Linked DNA regions of Sus scrofa: region 1 is linked to region 2. The links are chromatin contacts, called in public Hi-C maps. All regions are on one chromosome and are shown on one strand. Each heading gives the region's core, a stretch centred on a gene start, on an enhancer-like site or on the middle of the called end of the contact. The rest is flanking DNA. Distances are from core to core; before and after follow the strand shown.

What was found. A called contact is a pair of places that touch in the nucleus more often than the background predicts.
Region 1: a contact with region 2 is called in a Hi-C map of retroperitoneal adipose tissue, with 2.1 times the contacts expected there. The contact joins two enhancer-like sites. A contact is called at or near these places in 8 of 47 Hi-C or Micro-C datasets (embryonic fibroblasts, fetal heart ventricle, fetal skeletal muscle and 4 more) and 2 of 2 datasets of contacts at active chromatin or transcription factors (alveolar macrophages and skeletal muscle).

What each region holds. Positions count from the first base shown.
Region 1 is chrX:111,315,868-111,323,511 of Sscrofa11.1, reverse strand. It overlaps a transcript of FHL1 not described here. Among named protein-coding and RNA genes, the nearest start is that of FHL1, 37 kb to the left of the region's middle. Within about 2 kb of position 1,446, at least 7 of the 83 cell types and tissues checked have an H3K27ac peak or open chromatin away from gene starts, as enhancers often do. A contact at or near this core is called in retroperitoneal adipose tissue, where this site is marked.
Region 2 is chrX:111,218,373-111,225,574 of Sscrofa11.1, reverse strand. It overlaps SLC9A6 (sodium/hydrogen exchanger 6), which reads right to left. Exons shown (of 17, transcript XM_005657924.3): 15 at 4,792-4,871. Among named protein-coding and RNA genes, the nearest start is that of SLC9A6, 46 kb to the right of the region's middle. Within about 2 kb of position 5,799, at least 10 of the 83 cell types and tissues checked have an H3K27ac peak or open chromatin away from gene starts, as enhancers often do. A contact at or near this core is called in retroperitoneal adipose tissue, where this site is marked.

The DNA of each region.
Region 1 (7,644 bases), core at 197-2,696, 100 kb before region 2:
TCTATGCTACTACAAGCCACGCCACAGCCTGTGGCCCAAAGCAATCAAACTCTGACCTGGATATTGGCTCCAAGAGTTGGCAGGAGCTCACCAACCGTCACTGTTGCTAGCAATACCATAGATGCAAGGGTCAAAAAAGGGCTCATTAGGTTGTAGGGCAGGTAATTTGTCAAGTCTGGGGTTCTGCTGCACCATAAAGATGACACGATGCCCAAAGGTGGCCGACGAAGAAAGTCGCAAGCCAGCGCTCACACTGACCTGCCCCAGTAAGTCCTGTGCAACCAGATTGCGGCGAGCAGCTCTGGGCGGCTCTCCCGGGAGTGCACACTTGCACTATTCAGGGAGCCCAGTGGTATAAGCTATGTCACTCACCGAGAAGCACCTCCCTTACTGAACTAGTACTTAACTAGTACTTAAACACTGAGCTTTTATCTACAGTTTAATAATAAAAAGGGCCTGATGTATTCGTTGTATTTCTGAATCCCAAATGTATGAAGGGTTTTTTTTAATTAATAGATTTTTTTAAAGCAGTTTAAGATTTACAGGACAATGGATCAGAAAGTAATTTCCGCATCCCTCCACATCACCCCTCCCAGTTTCTTCTATTATGAATATCCTGCATTACTCTATTTTGTTTTTTACAGTTGATGAGCCATTATTATTAACTAAGGTCCACATGTTACATTAGGGGTCACTCTCTGGGTTGTGCATTCTATATATTTTGACACGTGTTCAAGGTTTTTGCTAAAACAACCAACACTTTACAGTACGTTATGAGGAATAATAAATCTCAAGACCATTTTAATTGCTTTAGGTTTGTAAAAGGCAGTTTCATGGGCACACTGGAACATACATCATTCATTCCACTGTAATGATTCATGGTTCCAAAGACTGTCTATAACACAGTTCTGCAAACACATTCAACTCTGATTATCTGAAAACCAACTGCCCACAGCTCCCAAACCTCCGGCATGGGCCCAAACTTAAAAGGAGTCTCAAGTAATGATTGGATCACAATACCAAGAAAAACAGTCTCCAAGATGACATCTGACATGCTGGAATTAGTCTACTGATGACTCGCTCTGGGGATGTTTACAAAAACAGCTTTGCCATGAGAAAGCAGAGCAGTGTGAGAGAAGGAGCATCAGGAGACAGAAAAGATGAGAAGAAAGAAAACGGGGAAAGGAAACCAGGGGAGGGCGGAAACAGCAGCGATCGGAGCAGCAGATGGAGACTCTGCGGCAGGACAGAGGGACCGCAATGGAAAGGAGAGCCCGCCAGTCCCAAAGGCGCCGTGACAGGACTTGCTCTGAGGGCGTGAGTGAGGAAGGGACAAACTGCATCTCAATACGGTGGCCCTTAAATTGCCTAGCTATCTGTTGGCCTGGATATATCAGCGGGGAGGGAACATGTACTAATTCCAGCTGGCTCTGCACCACGGTGCGTAAAGACGGACCGTCCATCCGCTGGAGATTCCCTGAGACCCGCTTCGACTCTTCGGGAAGGCTCACGGGACAGGCTGTTCCTGAAAGATGATGACACACACACACTAGCTGTCGGGAGAGACCTACAGGTGTAGAACATGTCTTCTCATTCTTTCGTTTTTAATTTATGAATAAGTGCAAAGCCAAATTCAAATTCCTTTACTTGTTCTGTTCTTGGGGGATGTGACATCTCACTGGATCCACCTCAGATGAACATTTACCGCTTTTCCGTTTTATCAGAATTGTTTCTCTTGGCTGCAATTTCCCTTCAATCCAAGTATGTAATGAGCCCATTTAAGAAGGAGGCTCAAAGAAAGAGCACAAAGACAAAAAAATAAATAAAATAAAAAATAAATTTAAAAAAAAAGGAGTTCCCGTCGTGGCGCAGTGGTTAACGAATCCAACTAGGAACCATGAGGTTGCGGGTTCGGTCCCTGCCCTTGCTCAGTGGGTTAACGACCCGGCGTTGCCGTGAGCTGTGGTGTGGGTTGCGGACGCGGCTCGGATCCCGCGTTGCTGTGGCTCTGGCGTAGGCCGGTGGCTACAGTTCCGATTCAACCCCTAGCCTGGGAACCTCCATATGCCGAGGGAGCGGCCCAAAGAAATAGCAGAGAGACAAATAAATAAATAAAAAGAAGGAGGCTGTAGTTTACTTGCAGGCAAAATTCTTAACTACTCACCTTCAGACAATGAGAAATAGGTTCCAGGAAGTCAAACCTGGAATATTCTTTTATCTTAAATACAGAGAGGAAAATAACGTGTGGGATTTCTCTCTGGTCTTTGGATAGAGAAAGATCCACAACCCTTCAGCTCTCACACAAAAGCACATCAGTGGTTGCCGGGCCCTTGGCGGGGAGGAATGTGCTGCCAAGGGCGCGGGGAACTGGCGGGGGAGTGACGGGGCAGGGGCTTCCCGGGCACAGGCCTCTGCACAACCCGCCACACTGCAGGATGAGTTCGCTGTACATAAATAACACGCAATAAAGCGGATATTAAATTATCTTGATAATCTTTCCACGGGGTGAAAGTATAGCAAATCACCACGCTGCATACCTTTTCTTTTTTGGTATTTTAAAACCATTTTTAATTAAAGCTAATTCACAAGGTTGTGTTAGTTTCTAGTGTACAACAAAGTGATTCAGTTATACATCCGTGTGTGTGTGTATATATATCTATATATATAAAGTTATTTTTCAGATTCTTTCCCACTCTATGTTATTACAACATATTCTAGTTCCCTGTGCTAAGTGTTATCTATTTTGTATCTAGTCCATGTTAATCGCAATCTCCTGATTTACAATAGATGTATGTATTGTACTATGTTGTACATTTAAATACACACAGTTCTCTTACTTATTCCTTAATGAATTGAGGGGAAAAGTCAATATTTAAAAAGTGGCTCTAACAAAGGCTGACTGCTTTATCCGTAGATGCAAATAAAAACTTTCACCTCCTATTAGCTTGGCTGCTTGGTTTCTTTCCTTAGTGTGCCTACTCCACTGGAAATTCTGCATCCTGTGGCTGAGACGAGAAGAGCCTGGGATGTGAAAATCTGAATTGTTCCTGCATTTTGAGATGTAGAATCTTTGACAAGGAACTAAGTATCTCCTTAGTTTCTAAAAGCCATAGCGCTGAGGAATTTCTTAAATCATTTTCAGTATTTGAAATCACCATTACTTACAGGGTATTTCTTAACAAAATGTTGTTAACTCAGATGTCTAAATCTGCTACTATGGCTCATGATATAAAAATGTTTGGAATTTATGACTCATATGAGTGGGTCTGTGTGACCTCTTTAGTCTCAGAAACCTGGGCGTCACCCGTTACTTCAGTTCACCTGGTCACACGAAAGTGCAAATGATTCTCTTTTTTTTTTTGCTTTTTAGGGCCGCACCCATGGCATATGGGGGTTCCCAGGCTAGGGGTCGAATCGGAGATGCAGCTGCAGGTCTACACCACAGCCACAGCAACACCAGATCCGAGCTGCATCTGCGACCTACACCACAGCTCACGGCAACGCTGGATCCTCAACCCACTGAGTGAGGCCAGGGATGGAATCCACAACCTCATGGTTCCTAGTCGGGTTTGTTTTCCACTGCGCCACGACGGGAACTCCGAAGATGACTGATTTCGTCTACGGGCAGATGCTGGCAATCAGCTTCCCAAACAAAAATAAAGTCTAATACTAAACCTGGCAGAGATTCAATGAAAAACCAATCCTTAATGTCTTCCTACTAAATCACACATTTTCAATCTGACAGGAGCCAAGCAGCCTCATCCACACTCTAAAGCTGAAAGTGAATAACAAAACTTGTTAATCAAGTATAGAAACTTACATTTGTATCATCCTTGTCAAAACCACCCTGATGATAAAAGCTCTACATTCCCAGCTAACAGGTCCTTAGTATTGAAAAGTACATCTGAAACTTTGTGGATATTGCAATTTCTTGTGATTAGAACGTCTATGGAACATTTTACATCTTGAACATATGTAAGATCCAGAGTTTTCAGGTGAGTAAATAAAATAGAAATCTTACACAAAGTAGAGTGCCGGCAACCAAGACTTATTTTCACTGCTTTTCTTTTTTTCTAGGTTTCACTGCATTAAAAACAAAACAAACAAACCAAAAAAAAACCAGCACAGGAGTTTCCACTGTGGCTGAGGGGAAACGAATCTGATTGGCAACCATGAGGATGCAGGATCGATCCCTGGCCTCGCTCAGTGGGTTAAGGATGTGGCGTTGCCGTGAGCTGTGGTATAGGTCACAGTTATGGCTCGCATCTGGCACTGCTGTGGCTCTGGCACAGGCCAGCGGCTACAGCTCTGATTCAGCCCCCTAGCCTGGGAACCTCCACAGGCTGCGGGTGCGGCCCTAAAAAGACAAAAAATTAAAACATTAAAAAAAACAGTACATATGTATCTTCTTTTTTCTGTACATTTTACACCTATAGTAGTTCCGAAACAAAGAGCAAGCAAATATCATTGGTTTAAATACAAAGGAAAAGCCAGTTTCAGAAGAGAAATACAGAGTACTACAGGAAGCTGGGAAGAGCTGGTGGCTCACTGGCAATGCGCACATTCATTAGCAGGCAATAACGAGGAACAGGAGCAAAAGCTACTTAAGAACACACCCCTAGGCAAGGGTACAATTTTCTCATTTGTTCAGCTAGTAAGCCCTTGGCAGTGAGTATCCATTTTCATTATTTCACGTAGCTTTAGCACTGGCTGGGGCCCTGGCCACAGAGAAGAAATGATTTTGCGTTCACAGGTTTACCTGTCTATGCAACTATGTAGTCTCTGGACGTATTTTGTTTAATTTTATTCTAACGGTGACATTTCTGTATCAAGTGACACCAGATCTCACCTCACACTTCCTCTGGAGAGCAGTTTTCCTGCCCATTCCAGGCTGAAAAATGAGATCTGGCCTAGGCTGGGGTAACTGGCAGTGGCCAAAAGGGTGCCGGGCGGCGGCGGGGGGGGGAACGCAGGGCAGATGACCAGGATGATGACACTAGGACCGACGATGACTTTGAGGCCAGAAAAAGGAAAAGTGGGCAGAGTCCACTGGATAGAAAAAAAGTCACCGGGAAAGTGAAACAGACACCCAGGCAAAGGAGAGACGAAGAGAGAGTGACACGCACAGCTACAGAAAGAACCCAGAGGGGGAGCTCCCGTTGTGGCGCAGTGGTTAATGAATCCGACTAGGAACCACGAGGTTGCAGGTTCGGTCCCTGCCCTTGCTCAGTGGGTTCAGGATCCAGCGTTGCCGTGAGCTGTGGTGTAGGTTGCAGGCGCGGCTCGGATTCCACGTTGCTGTGGCTCTGGCGTAGGCCGGTGGCTACAGCTCCAATTAGACCCCTAGCCTGGGAACCTCCATGTGCCTCGGGAGCGGCCTAAAGAAATAGCAAAAAGACAAAAAGACCAAAAAAAAAAAAAAAAAAAAAAAGGAAAGAAAAGAACCCAGAGGGCCAAGAAAGAAAGGAAAGCTGAAGAACTTAGTTGTTAATAGTGCCAGATTAAAAACAACTGTTATGCGGGCACGTGCAGGGGCAGCATTTGCTACAACGGAACTGCCTACTTATGTTGGGAAGTAAATGCAATCTTTAAAATGCCTTTCCCACAACCTTGACAGACATCAGCTTTTATAAAGGAAAAATGGGAGATCCTGTTGTTGCTCAGCAGGTGACAAACCCGACTGGAATCCATGAGGGTTAAGGATCTGGCATTGCCGTGAGTTGTGGTGTAGGTCACAGACTCAGCTTTTATCTGGTTTTCATGTGGCTGCGGTGTAGGCCAGCAGCTGTAAGGCCAATTCGACCCCTAGCCTGGGAACTTCCATATGCCACAGCTGTAGCCCTAAAAAGCAAGGAAAAACAAAAGAAAAAAAAGTACTTTCATGCAGCAGTAGCTCCAATCGGAGTCTTCCAAGCTGGTGTGTATAAAGACTTAAAAAGTTGTTTTGCATTTCTGTGACTAGGCATCTTTGATATAGGCCTTGGCACCTGTACTTGCCCCACAGGCCAGAGGAAATTAAAGACTAGACAGAGTCCTCGTCATGGCTCAGCGGTATCGAATCCAACTAGTATCCATGAGGATGCGGGTTCGATCCCTGGCCTTGCTCAGTGGGTTAAGGAGCCAGCGCTGCATGAGCTGCAGTGTAGGTCACAGATGCAGCTGATCTGGCATTGCTGTGGCTGTGGCTGGCAGCTGCAGCTCCAATTCGACCCCTAGCCTGGGAAGTTCCTTCCATATGCCTCGGGTGTGGCCCTAAAAACACACGCACACACAAAAATTAAAAATAAATGAAAAGGAGTTCCCGTCGTGGCGCAGTGGTTAACGAATCCGACTAGGAACCATGAGGTTGCGGGTTCGGTCCCTGCCCTTGCTCAGTGGGTTAAGGATCCGGCGTTGCCGTGAGCTGTGGTGTAGGTTGCAGACGAGGCTCGGATCCCGCGTTGCTGTGGCTCTGGCATAGGCCGGTGGCTACAGCTCCGATTCAACCCCTAGCCTGGGAACCTCCATATGCCGCTGGAGCGGCCCAAGAAATAGCAACAACAACAACAACAAAGACAAAAAAAAAAAAAAAAAAGACAAAAAAAATTAAAAAAAAAGAAAATATAATGCTGAAGACTAGATGCTCACAAAAGGTTCCATACCACTAATGTTCAATCTCAACAAGGCAGATAACATAACAGATTCCTGTACACAACAATTTTGATCATTTTCTGAAATTAGGAAAAACCTGGCCTTTCTGGTATCCTTTACATAGTTAATATACTTTCACCATAATTAACTTATTCTTTTGAGAGAAAGACCCACAAAAAGTTATTGTCAGGAGAGCGTTTTTAACTAGGAAATAAAAACTAACCTATGTATGAAGGACCTAACACCTCAAACTAGAACTCTGATATTAACACATACATATGACCTTGGATCAGGTGCACAGCCTCTTTGAGCCTCAGTTTCCTCATCCGTAAAACAAAGTGGGGTAGGTCCTGACATCCGCTTCTGCACTGAAATTCTACTATTAAGGAGCTTACACGAGGAGGCCACAGGATCTTTCTCTAACTCTTGGGTGGCCCTCCCATTTCACACCTTATGGCCATGACCTCTACCTAGAGATGCAACAGTAATTCTGAAGATCTTTCGGTGTTTTGTTTGGTTTTGCCCATGCCAGCAGCATGTGGAAATTACCAGCCAGGGTTTGAACCCAGGCTGCTGCAGTGCCAACACCAGATACTTAACCCATTGTGCCACAAGGGAATTCCTGGCAAATTTAAAAAAAAAAACCTTAGACTACACTTATAAGTTAAAGATTTTACAATGGACTTGCGTCCACCATTAACAAAATCACCGCATTTAAAAAAGAAACACAAAACACTGTCACTAACTTCTGGGTGGTGGATTATAACTGATTTTTTTTAGGCTTGTCTCTATTTTCAGAACATTCCCTACAATTAAAAAGTACCACTCTTATGAGTAAAAAAATAAATTTTCAAAAGGATTAGTGCATTCTTGCAAATTTTATCAGCTTTCTCACGTCTACTCTAAAATCACCGTAAGGGGAGGAGGGTACGAAATCAGGCAGTATCACAATGCATGTCTACACGGAGCGGCCGATTGCCGCCGTCAGAATCAGGACATTATTATTAAAATCAG
Region 2 (7,202 bases), core at 4,550-7,049:
CAATGTAAGACTGGTTTAACGTTCAAATAATTGATGAAAACCAGCGAAATAACACACTAAAGGAGAAAAAAGTAAGCATATGACCTCGACTGATGCAGGAAAAGCATCTGATACTATTCAATACCTACCTATTCATGATAAAAATGTCTCAGCAGACTAGAAATAGAAGGGAATATTCTCAAACTGATCAAAGATATCTCAAAAACCTACAGCTAACATCCTACTTTTTTTTCCTGCACCTATTGAAAAATTTGGAGTTCCCGTCATGGCATAGTAGAAACGAATCTGACTAGGAACCATGAGGTTTCGGGTTTGATCCCTGGCCTCACTCAGTGGGTTAAGGATCTGGTGATGCCATGAGCTGTGGTGTAGGTTGCAGACGCGGCTCGGATCCTGCGTTGCTGTGGCTGTGGTGTAGGCCAACAACTGCAGCTCCAATTGGACCCCTAGCCTATGAACCTCCATATGCCAAGGGCAGCCCTAAAAAGACAAAAATACAAAAAAAATTGAAAAATTTCCCTCTGAGGTCAGGAATAAGACAAGAATGTCCACTACCATCACTTACATTCGACATTGTACTGGAAAGGTCCAGCCAGTATAATGAGACATAAAAAAGAAATACGAGATACTGGAAAAGAAAAAATAAAACATTATCATTCACTTGATTGTACAGAAAATCAAAAGAATCAAAAACTATTAGAAATAGTAAGTGAACTTAAGATTGCTGGATACAAGGTCTATATATAAAATCCAATTGTACATCTATATATTAAGAGCAAAAATGTAGAAAACAAAATGAAATACATACCATTTACAATAGCATCAAAAATATGAAATAGAGAAAAATATAATGAAACATGTTCAAGACCTATCACTGAAAACTATAAAACATTAATGAGAGAAATTAAAGATAATCTAAATAAATGGAGGGATATACTGTAGTCATGGACTGGAAAACTCAAGGCTGTTAAAATGTCAGTAGTCTCCAAATTCACCTATAGACTTAATACAAACTCAATAAAAGTGCCAGGGCGGGGGGTTGTGTGTGCGGGTGTGTACATGTATATGGAAAATGACAAGTTGTTTCTAAAATTTAGATGAAAATGCCCTTGACCTTAAAATAGCCAAGGTAATACTAAAGAACAACAAAATTATAGACGCTCCCTACTGGATAGCAAGACTTATTACATACAACGTACAGTCATTACAAGAGTGTGGTATTGATGTAGAAACAGACAAATAGAAAAGAGAGTCCAGAAAGAGACCCCCTCCTCCCGACTGACATGGCCAAGTAATTTACAATAAAAGTTCTACTGCAATACAGTGAGGTAAGGATGGCAGTTCCAATAAATGGTGCTGGGTCAACTGAATACTCAAATAAAAAAAGTAGGTCTTGACCCATATCTCACACCATGTGCAAAGATTAATTTGTAAAGGACTGAGGACTTAAATGTGATAGCTAAAACAATCACACTTTTCGAGAAAAGTAGGAAATAAGAAATATATAGAAGGAAAAAAAAAGATATAGGAAAATATCTTCGTGACCTTGGGATACAAAAGGTTTCCTAAGACACAAAAAGCACTAACCACAAAGGAAAAGATTAATAAAATAAACTTCATTAAAATGAAGAATTTCTGTTCCTCAAAAGACAGGATTAAGAAATTGAAAAGATCTGCTACAAATTGGAAGGAGATATTCACAATACATATAACCCACAAAGAACTCAATTCAGGAATACAGAAAGAACTACAAGTCAGTAAGAAAAAAGAAAAGGCAGCGCAATTAAATAACGAGAAAAAGAACTGACTAGATACACTTCATAAAGGAGGATATCCAAATGGCCAATAAACACATGGAAGGATGCTCAACCTCACTGCTCATCAGAGAACCGCAAATTAAATCACATCCCCACACACCCACTGAAATGGCTAAAATTTAAAAGGCTGACAAACAGCAAGTTTTGGAGGAGATGTGGGACAACTTAACTTGCTGGTGGGGTGTAAACTGGTCACAACCACCTTCGAAAACTGGATGGCACCGTTTATTACAGCTAAACATATGCTTATTCCAAATTCCACTCCTAGGTATACACCCAAGAGAAATGAGTGCCTATGTTCATCAAAAGATGCACATATGAATGTTCGGCTTTACTTGTAATCGTCAAAGGCTGGAGACAACCTCAACGTTTATCAACAATAGAATGGTTGACCAAAAAAACCCAAAAAACCAAAAAAACCCAAACCCCCAAACAATACAAAAAAACAAACCCCCCCAAATCCTGTAGTATAGTCATACTATGGAACACTACACAGCAATGATAAAAGAATGAATTTCTGAGAGTTCCTGTTGTAGCTCAATGGTAATGAACCTGACCAGTATCCATGAGGACGTGGGATTGATCCCTGGCCTCGCTCAATGAGTTAAGGATTCAGTGTTGCCTTGAGCTGTGGTGTAGGTCACAGATAAGGCTTGGATCTGGTGTTGCTGTAGCTGTGGCGTAGGCCGGCAGTTGCAGCTCCGAATGGACTTCTAGCCTGGGAACTTCCATATCCTGCAGGTGTGGCCCTAAAAAGAAAAAAATAAAAGAGGGAAAAAAAAAAAGAGAGAATGAGTTTCTTGTATAGGCAGCACTTAGCACAGTGCTAAGCGAAAGAAGCCAAAAGAGGGAGTTCCTGTCGTGGCTCAGCGGTAACGAACCTGACTAGTATCCACAAGGACGCAGGTTCAATCCCCAGCCTCACTCAGTGGGTTAAGAATCCGGTGTTGCCATGAGCTGTGGTGTAGGTCGCAGATGCGGCTCAGATCTAGTGTTGCTGTGGCTGTGGCATAGGTTGCAGCTGCAGCTCCAATTCAACCCCTAGCCTGGGATTGTCCGTATGCTGCATGTGCGGCCCTAAAAAGCAAACAAACAAAAAAACCCACAAGGCAAACAAGAAAGAAGGAAAACAAAGTAATACATGATATATGATTCCATTTATATGAAGATAAAAAAACAGGTGAAACTAATCCATGCCGCTAGAAATCAGAATAGGGCTGCCTTTTTGGCTGGGATGGGGCAGGCCTTCAGGAAGGCAGTACTGACTGCAGGGAAGGTGGTGTCTTCTAGGGTGCTTGAAATGCTCTCTCTATATTGGTGGCAGGCACACAGGAGTATACGTAAGACAAAATTCATCAAGTTGTAAGCTTAAGATTTGTATACATTACTGTAGTCAAGTTACATTTCAATTAGAACAATCTGGCTGCACAAAGGAACTGAAATCTGGAATGATGAATGCTTAGTTCTACCAGGGCACTAGGAATCAAATTTACCAAGTCTGAGGCTAATAATACTGAGTCAAACAATTCTTGGTGTTTACTTCTGTAAGAATACATAGAAAAAATTATTCTACTCTTTTGCTACATTCGTATCATTTAGTTACTTTGTATATTATGCAGAAAATGCACAAAACATTTTAGGCAGGAAAAACTGAACAATTTTGTTAAACCAGAGGGATGAAAAAGCCCCAAGAGATATGGGAGTGGCTTATACCCAAAATGCTGATAATGGAGCCAAAAATAATGACATAATTTTTCAACAATTTTAAAGAGGCAGCATCTCTCTCTCTCTAATGGGAGTCTTAATACCAGAGATATGCGGCATTCATGTTTTCATATATTAATCTAATCTTGAGTTCTTGCAAAAAGCGAATGTAAAATTCTAGCAAAGAGAATAAAGTAGTAGTTTCTAATGATAAGTGTCACATGTATTTTTCTTAAACATAGAAGGTTTTGATGAGAAAGTCAAAAGCAAGGAAAAAACATTTTACACGGTTGTCCCAAATCTGCTTCAATGGAACATAAACCAGGGTTTGATTCATTTACTGACAGGTCTCAGCTAGAAAGAACTCCATGGTCCCTTTTTCTACTTCAATTTTCAAAGAGGAAATTAATAAACGGCGAGTGATAAAATGCTTTTCAAAAGGCATGATTTAAACAGGTTACTATCTGTAACCCCACCTAAAGGAGCGCTCTGAAGAAGACTGTTGCAATAGGACCAGAAAGGAATCCGGTAAAAATAAGGAAGCACTGGCACTCCGAGTGGAGAGCAGAATCTCCCAGTCTCTGGAAAGGCCACAGAAAAAGGGCTCACTGTGGTCTCCAGCACTGCTGCATTTCTTTCTCATGGTTTTTTCCTAAGGCAGCCCTTCCTCTTTTGCCCTAGCAAGAACACTGACAAGAACCAACAAATACTTTTTGTGGCATTCATTGAATTAGCTGAAGGACAATAAATATTAGAGTGTGCTTGATAAATAAACCTATATATCAAAGCAAGGCTCTCACAAGGTCTCCCGAGGCCCTGCACGCAGCCAGCATCTGCAGGAAGCAGTCCCTACTGGTTTCGTGGGTTTCCGTTAGTAACCTTCTCCGCTGCACTGCAGAGGAAAGGGAGGAACAATGACCGCTTTTACGTCTCAGCTCAGGACGAGGGTAGTCAAAACAGTTGTTCCATTAACTTGTAATTGTTGGAGTTCCCGCTGTGGCGCAGTGGAAACGAATCCAACCAGTATCCATGAGGATGCGGGTTTGATCCCTAGCCTTGCTCCGTGGGTTAAGGATCTGGCATAGGTCATAGACGAGGCTCGAATCCCACAGTGCAGTGGCTGTGGTGTGGGCTGGCAGCTGTAGCTCCAATTCAACCCCTAGCCTGGAAACTTCCATATGTCTCAGGTATAGCCCTAAAAAGACAAGGAAACAAACAAAAAAACTGTAATTGTCCGTGTCCACACTACCAATTTTTTTCTCAAGGATACTTATGATCAAAGTTGTACCATATCCGGAAAAGCCAGGCACTCTCTGCTTTGGTGGTTCTTCTTTCACTTTCAGGAATACCCTGCAAACAGATAATAAATCAATACATACACAAAGATAAAAACACATTTAAGAATCACTTCTCTGTAGACTCAGAAATATCGCCTACCACATCTGAGATCCTCTCCCACACGGGTAACATCAGAAATGTACTAGCTGCAGTTCCTGTCGTGGCACAGCAGAAACAAATCCGACTAGGAACCATGAGGTTGTGCGTTTGATCCCTGGCCTTGCTCAGTGGGTTAAGGATCCAGCGTTGCCGTGAGCTGGGGTGTAGGTCACAGACACAGCCCAGATCTGGCATGGCTGTGGCTCTAGCGTAGGCCGACAGCTGTACCTCTGATTTGACCTCTAGCCTGGGAACCTCCATATGCCGCGGGTGTGGCCCTAAAAACAAAACAAAACAAAAGACAAAAAAAGAAATGTACTAGCTTGTATACTGCAGCTTGGGAATAAGAAACTGAAGTGTTTTTCCAAACACTTCCGTTACTCAGGCTGCTTGCTGATTTATGAGCCCACTGAGGGATTTAAAAAAACCCATGTGGGATAATTCACCCCTAAATCTGAAAGGTTTACACCCACAATGTGAACTATACCTTAAGTAGAAAACATCACATCGACATCCCAGTCTTTAAGAGCTGTCATGGGCCCCAAAAGTAACTGGCATTTTCAAAGCTGCCGCTATTATTCTTAGACACTAACAAAAGGCAAGCAAACAGGGAAAGTCCATGGTGAGCTGGACTGGCCGAAGGGAAAACATGCAGAGCAAGCAGGCCTCTGCATAGACAGCTTCCAAAAGCCTAAAGTGGGTCCCTATGTGTAATACGGTGTGGTCAGTCTGGCCCGTCTGGCTCTGACACGACCTGGCTGGGCCCTTCCCTCTCCGGGCCTGAGTTTTTTCATGGATGCAACGTGACTTAAAGGCTCTTTCCAGCATGAATGGTCTATGGTTCCATGAATTTCGAAGAGTGCAGAGTTCTGATTCTGGGTTTGGGTTCCTGCTCTTCCTGATTCTTGAAATAAATGAATCTTCCTCTCAACATGCAGCAGCACACAGGCCCACACGCAACGTTTAAGAGCACCGGGTGGGCTTATAAGAGCCAAGAAGCACCCAATTTTCCTCTCACACCAGGAGGTGTTGGCTGGTACGTCTCCGCTTTCTGAAGAGCAATGAATCTATAAATCCCTCGATCTTCTCACCACAAGAACACCTGTTCCCCCCCCTCCTCAACTCCATACCTATTATAATCCTCCTCTGCGCTTCTCGGATGGACACCTGAAGTACTGAGTAAACAATATGCTCAGCGAGGGCATCCATACAGCTTTGAGGGCAAAGTAAAAATGGTATTTTTTTTTTCTGGATGTTACAGCCAGTACTCAGCACCTGACTGTCCCCCTCTCACTCCATTTCCATTTCTCCCCTGTGGTGACAGGGGTGACAGAGCAGGTGGAGACCCATGCAGATGGTGATCAAGCATCTGTCTGGTGAGCCATTTGATAGCTCTTCTTGTTTGGACGTGAGGGTGGAGGCGCTGAGGGGCTATTACCCCTTGGAAGCTATCCCAGCAGCTCAGCCTTATGGAATTTATCTAAGCCTGGTTTGCACAAGTATTTCAAGCCCATGAAATTATACTTTCAGGTTCTGACCACAGAAGAGGCAAGTACTATGTCACATACATACTCATGACTAAACAGCTGGCAAAATGAACATATAGGAAATGAATCTGCTAAATGGGTTTTTTCCTGAACTACACCCTGAAGACAAATAGACTAGGGCTGGGAGTTCCCATCATGGCTCAGTAGTTAACGAACTGGACTAGTATCCATGAAGACGTGGGTTTGATCCCCGGCCTCGCTCAGTGGGTTGAGGATCTGGCATTGCTGTGGCTGTGGTGTAGGCCAGCAGCTGTAGCTCCCATTCGACCCCTATCCTGGGAACTTCCATATGCCGAGGTGTGGCCCTAAAAAAGACAAAAAGACAAAAAAAAACCCAAAAAACAAAAAAACAGACTAGGGCTTGTTTCAGACAAGAAAAAGAACTGTCTTTTGAAAGTGATGCTTTTCATCTTCAAAACCCTAATTTCTGTGATTTCCCACCTCACGTCTGGGGCAGAGGGACATATTCAGTGATGCTGCTCAGAAAGCATTAAGAAGCCGAGGGCAGATGCTCCCCTGAGGCACAGTGGGTTGAGAACCCGGCATCGCTGCAGCTGTGGTGCAGGTCACAACTTCGGGCTCGGGTTGGATCCCTGGCAGAGGAACTCCCATATGCCGCGAGTGCCACCCCCACAAAATAAAGCAGAGGGAAAAACCAGAAAAGGGTGGTCAGTTGAGGGAAGGCACTGGGTTACAC